Linked DNA regions of Macaca fascicularis: region 2 is linked to region 1. Evidence: chromatin contacts called from public Hi-C data. All regions are on one chromosome and are shown on one strand. Each heading gives the region's core, a stretch centred on a gene start, on an enhancer-like site or on the middle of the called end of the contact. The rest is flanking DNA. Distances are from core to core; before and after follow the strand shown.

Region 1 (2,733 bases), core at 146-2,645:
TCATATACTAAACTGGGTCTGTTTCAGAACATTCTGTTTCATTGGTCTCTGTAGGTATGCATGTACGTTCATACTAATATGCTGTTGTAGTTTTGGAGGCTTAGCAATGTGTTTGGCATATTATATGATACGGACTAGTCTAGGAGGGTTAGCTTCCCCACTGTTCTTTACAGAGTTTCCTGACTAATCTCACTTGTTTATTTTTTCATTAAAAACTTGAAAATTAGTTTGTCCTAAGACCATGGGGATTGGGAGTGCTGTTGATATTTTGGATTGGGATCATATTAGACTTATGAATTAATTTAGGGAGATTTTACACCTACTTGAGGTTGAATCTAACTTGACACAAGATTTATTTCTATTTGTTCAGTCTTACTTTTCTGTTCTTTAAAGTATTTTTTTGTTTTCTATCAGTTTTACCAGTTCTTACAAGTTCATTCCTAGGTATTTTATCTTTTGTGTTGCTGGCGTGTCTTCTTGCTCTTGAAAGCAGGTTTTTTTTTAGCAAGAGCAGTTGGATATAAGCAGAGCTCCCAGACCCCTTTGCTGTGGCTTCGCTGTGTCCAGAGAGAGTCACAGGCACAGTTGTGGGGTGGAGTGTGGGAAGGGGGGATCGCACTCTCCGTGGCCTCCTTGATGGTCTCTATTTATCCCTCCAAACACTTCTGAGGCTTTGAGGCTCTTATTAGCCTCGTACACATGAGAAGCTGAGGCACAGAAGTTTAATAATTTGCCAAGGTCCCTCAGGGCACACCCGAGCTGGGATATTCCAGCCCAGGCCTGTCCAGCCTGTACTACCCCACCGCCCTGCCGGAGGACCGCATGCTTTCCTGAGCACAGCCCAGGAGTGAGGAGGTCCGATTGCACGTCACACAGCTGTGCAGTCTGGGGCACATCCCTTCTCCTCGTTCAGCCTCTGTCTGCTCATCTGCAAGAGTGGCTAAACCGGTTGGTGATTTGCTCACTTCTCCAAGAAGGATCCCCTTTCCCCAGTGTGCCCTCCATGGAAGGCGATATCTGGAACAGAGCTGTGAGCTGCTGGGGTGGAGCCCAGAGGCCCCTGTACCCTGCAGTCCTGTCTTCAGCACCCCGACGTGGCCCCAGGCAGCTGAATGCGAACGAGTGCCCAGCAGCCTCTCTGAGAGCCTCAGACATACCTTCTGCATCGCTAGTCCCGCTCAGAAGCCACCCCTGACACTGTGCGCCCTGCTGGTCGGCTCTGTTGAAGGTCTATGGGCGCAGGCAGTGTGCTGGCCTCAGCCCCCGCCAGGACCCTGTGTGCTTTGGAAAGGTTCCTCGACTTTTGTTAGGCAAAGAATTCTCTTCACGCCAAGCTGCGAGTGAGGTGGTTTCACAAGTCCTGTCCTGAGTGTGTGCTGGCTGGAATGTACACCACAGAAACAAAATGTTTGTTTTCCAATTGTGAGAGCGCCGGGAGGCCCTTTGGCGTCAGCTCCCACACCTTCTGTGTTCGGGCAGGCCATCTGCCATCTGGGGCCTGGTGCAGAAACAACGTCGCCACCGTGTGGCCTGTGGGGTGCCCTCAGAGAGGCCACTGGGTTGGCCACCATTCAGAGGACACGCGTGGCTCTGGGCCTCCAAGGCCTGTTCTTACCCACAGCACCCTGGGGTGTAGGCCGTAGGACCCCAGGGCTGTGCAAACAGAGGCCTAGCCGGGAGGGCCAACCGGGGTGGACCCTTCCTTCCCACCTACCCTCTGCCCCCAGGCTGCACGACGCACCCACTGTGAACCAGGCCGTGGCATGTGGGGTCAGGGTTCCCTGCACGCTTGGCAGGAAACGGGGTACACACAGGAGCTTGGGCCTGCTTCCGGATTGGCTGCTGCAGAGGTGGGTTTTGGTGGGAGAGAAGGTATCTGCCAGTGAAGAGGGAGATAGGGCGGGGCCGTCAGGATGGTGCTGACCCAGGGCTGGTGTAGAGGGGGTTTATGTGACTGAAAGAGGTTTGCTGTAGAAGGAGCCAGAGCATGAGTGGGAACAGCAAGGGCAGAGGGGCCCAGGCAGCAGAGCCTGAGGAAGAGGGGACTTGGGGAAGGCCATTCGAGAGTGGTGGCCAGGCTCTGGCCTGCTTGGCGGGTTTAGCCCAATGAGCACCACTCCGGTGAACTTTACAACTCCCTAGACCAATGGAGTGACTTTCCAAGGCTCCGTTATGAGGAACCCTCTGTTGCTGGAGTCCACAGGGGACCTGCTGGAGCCCGCGCTTGCCTTCCTCGGGTCTGGCAGGGGAGATAGTAGGCTGGGCCTGCTGGCCCTAGGTCTGTCTGCAGAGGCCCGGGTTTTTAGGTGTCTGGGCTGGGGATGGGCTGTCCCGGAGATGAATTCCTCCTTCCCCGATTCCTTCAGCCTCTGGAGGCCATAGGTCATTTTCCTTATAGTCCTCGTCCCCAGCTGGGCCCTAGGCCTCAAGTTACCAGAGGCAAGGCCACGCTGCGTAGAGAATCCAGTGGGAGGGGTGCCCCCGATGTGCAGCATGGGGGCCCCAAGAGAGCCACCAGAGCAGGGACAGCAAGGCCCAGGGATGGCTGGGGGTGTGGAGACCATGGAGAGAGCCCCAAACTGGTGCCACCCTTCCTGAAGTGACTCAGGGTGGCCTGGACTGGCTGCCACACAGCACACCTGGCTCTGGCACCACCTGGGCCTCCCAGACCTGGAGGGGATGTCAGATTTGGGGCAAGATACCTTGTCCACAGAAAAGGGAAAATGGTGCCTG
Region 2 (2,968 bases), core at 74-2,573, 110 kb before region 1:
AAATTATTCCTTGGGCCTTCTTTTGTTCACCATCGGTTCTTGGATCTTGTTCCTTTCGAGATTGGTCCTTAATGCATTTTTAAAAAGCAACGTATATGGGTAAGGGTATCAGTATCTTAGTATTCTGTATTCTGTATGTTAGTTCATTTTGGCTTTCTTAGGATGAATTGACTCTATCCCACATCATGTAACTTGAAATGAATAGACTCATATCCTTTCCAGTGATTGGTGTCCATTCTAATCATGCAGCAGAACTCAGTGGAGTGAGCTGTAGTGTGAAAGGAGATGTCCGTTCATGCTTTTCTGAAAAGAATGGGTCAAGTGTGATGATATTCTGAAATATTTCAGCAATAGCCATGAAATGTAATAGTTTCCCAAGCGCACAAAACTCAAGAAGTTAATTGTTCATTTATGTTTGATACTGGGATTGAAACATTGGATTAAAACCAATTAAATGTTCCTAGAAGCAACAGAAAAAGTTTCCCTATTTATGAATAGAACCATTCAAATGGCGCAGACACAATCCATGTAAAGTAATGAGGTGTTTTGTTTTTTTGGCAAAGGAGAACACAAAACAGGCATGGGGGGTTTAAAAAACCTTCTCTTTAAAAATTGCTTTTTGGATACAAGGTCAATAAAATAACATACACCGGTAGGAAGGAGTAATGGGAAATCTAGGGCTTCACTTCACAAGGAAAACAATCCCCCTCCCCCAGGTGAGCAGCACAATGAAAATACTCTGCTTATTCTATCAGGGTTACATTCCTGAACTTAAGTCAACATCCTAAGTTACAGAACTAAACATGCTCTGCCTCTGCTTAGCAACCACAAATCCTTCCTTCGCCAGTTGCATGTATTTTGGATGTGGCTTCTGAAGTACACATTCCTTCATTTTGATCAGCGCCCCGAGTTAGGAAACTTGCGTTTTATTTTCCCAAAGTGTGACAACACTTCAAGATCCCCCCCGCGCCGCGACCCCATCCGCCCGCTGTCCTGCACGCCACTGAAGTGACCGTTTCTTTTAAACCTCGGCACCTAACAACCCGGAAGCTGCACGCCTGAAGCCTATGTGGCCCAGCGTTTTCATCCCGGCTCGTGCGGGGGGCGGGGAGAGAAGCCCGTAGGGCCCCTGGCCCGGGGCCCGGGCAGCCGTGGTGGCGCGGAGCAGGCCCGGGGCCACTTCCCGCGTCCCGGGGCCTCGCAGGCGCGAGCGCGGCGAGCGGCGCGCGGCGGAGCCCGCAGGACGCCCTCTAGCCCCGCCCGCGGCGCGCCGCGAGCCCCCACTCCCCGCCCATCGGCGGCTGCGCGCACTGCACACTCGCCCGCCGCCGCCGCCGCCGCACGCCGCCTGCCTCCTGCACGCCGCCGCCGCGCCTACCGCCCGGGCCCGCGACGCAGCCCGCTGAGCGCCGGGCCGAGTTCACGCAGCCGCTGTCGGGCGGCCCCGCGGCGGCGGCGGGCGCGGGCGGCCTGGCCGGTGCCGGTTAAAGGGACGAGTTGCAAATACTTCAGGAAGTGACAAGTCGATTTCCTCCTCCCCGGGAGCCGCTCGTACAAAGCGCTCGGCGCCGGCAGGCGAGCGTGCGCGCGGCGGACGCGCGGCGGGCAGCCCGAAAGACTTGGCGAGCGCTGGCGGTGACGGCGCGGGGTCCGCGCCCGGAGCGCCCCGCCGCGCACAGTAAGCGACCCGGGGCCGGGCGGCGGCGGCGGTGGCCGGGGGGCTGGCCCCGAGCGAGGTCCGGGCCGTGTGCGTCCCGGCTGCCGGCTGGAGGGAGCCTGGCTCGCGTGTGCAATGGGCTTGCCTGTTTTTTTTTTTTCTTTTTTACTAGTGTTGCTGGTTGTCTTTTTTTCTGCCTTGTTTCGCGTTTGGATTGGGTCGGGCGGTTTCTCCGGGCGCTCGGTCTCGCCCCTGATGCAGGCGTGAGACTTGTCAGAGCACAGGCATGGGGACGAACAAGCCTGGCTGCGGCGGAAAAGTCTGCGCTCCCCAGGCCAGGACGGGCGGGCGGGCGCGGGGACTGCTGCGTCGGGGGGTGTCGTCTCCGCGTCTCGACTTGAGCCTTGACTAGCCTCTGCGGAGGAGGCGCGGAGTCTCGGGAGCCGGGTGTCCCCATTCGCCCCGAAGTTCCCGCATCGTTTGCAGACAACTCTTTTGTTCGCGGAAGTTTGCACCCGTCACCCCCGGGATGCGGGCGCGAGGCGGCGGGCTCCGCTGCTGCTGGACTGTCCGGGGCGGTCAGGATGGTGGTGAAGGGGGCATTCTGTCCCGGGCGGGGGAAGCCCGCAGGGAGGCCACGGCTGGGGCTTGTGAGTGGGGGCGTCCGCGTCGGCGTGGCTTTTGCACATGGCGAGAACGGCCGTCCGGCACAGGCACACTGGTCAAGTCACATTTTTGCCTGTCTTGGATTTTGCAAGCCCGTGGGAGGCAGGTTACGCGCTCAGGGTTTCTCTTGGTGGGGCAGAGACGAAAGAATCGAGGACACCCAGAATCCGGGGAGGGTTTGCGGTTTGTGTTGTCCCAAGTGTGTTCTCGCTCCCCCGCCCCCCACCGTGTCCCCCAGCCCCCAGCTCTCCACTCCCGTCTTCGGACTTGGGGAACAATGCTCGTGGTTCGGGCCGGGGCGCCGCAGCAGCGACGAACCGCACGGACAGGTTTGCCTGGGTCCCTCGCGTTCGGACGCCCCCTGAAGCCGAGCTCCTTCCATCTGACCGCCCAGGCTCATTAACACGTACTGTACTTAGGACGATGGTGAACAAAGAAAAGCTCTTTGCAGCGTTTGATGAATGGGATTCTGCCTCCTATAGGCCACACTACGAGTCTTCCATACGGTACAATCTCTGGACTCGGTGGTGTTAGGAAAGTGGCCCCCGGAATGGCTTGCATTCCGGGTCTGGGATCCTGGGGTGGGCATTTGTGCCGCTGCGCTCGCCTTGCTGGAGCGGGTGCAGATGGAGCCAGGCTGACGGT

The links. A called contact is a pair of places that touch in the nucleus more often than the background predicts.
Region 2: a contact with region 1 is called in a Hi-C map of liver, with 2.7 times the contacts expected there. The contact joins the promoter of FAM53B here to the enhancer-like site in region 1. A contact is called at or near these places in 2 of 2 Hi-C or Micro-C datasets (liver and skeletal muscle).

Annotation. Positions count from the first base shown.
Region 1 is chr9:133,601,338-133,604,070 of T2T-MFA8v1.1, reverse strand. The region is part of intron 2 of FAM53B (family with sequence similarity 53 member B); the gene reads left to right. Among named protein-coding and RNA genes, the nearest start is that of FAM53B, 110 kb to the left of the region's middle. Within about 2 kb of position 1,395, at least 1 of the 6 cell types and tissues checked has an H3K27ac peak or open chromatin away from gene starts, as enhancers often do. A contact at or near this core is called in liver, where this site is marked.
Region 2 is chr9:133,712,655-133,715,622 of T2T-MFA8v1.1, reverse strand. FAM53B (family with sequence similarity 53 member B) reads left to right here and starts at 1,323. Exons shown (of 3, transcript XM_074003026.1): 1 at 1,323-1,678. All of the region lies in intron 6 of EEF1AKMT2 (EEF1A lysine methyltransferase 2), which reads left to right.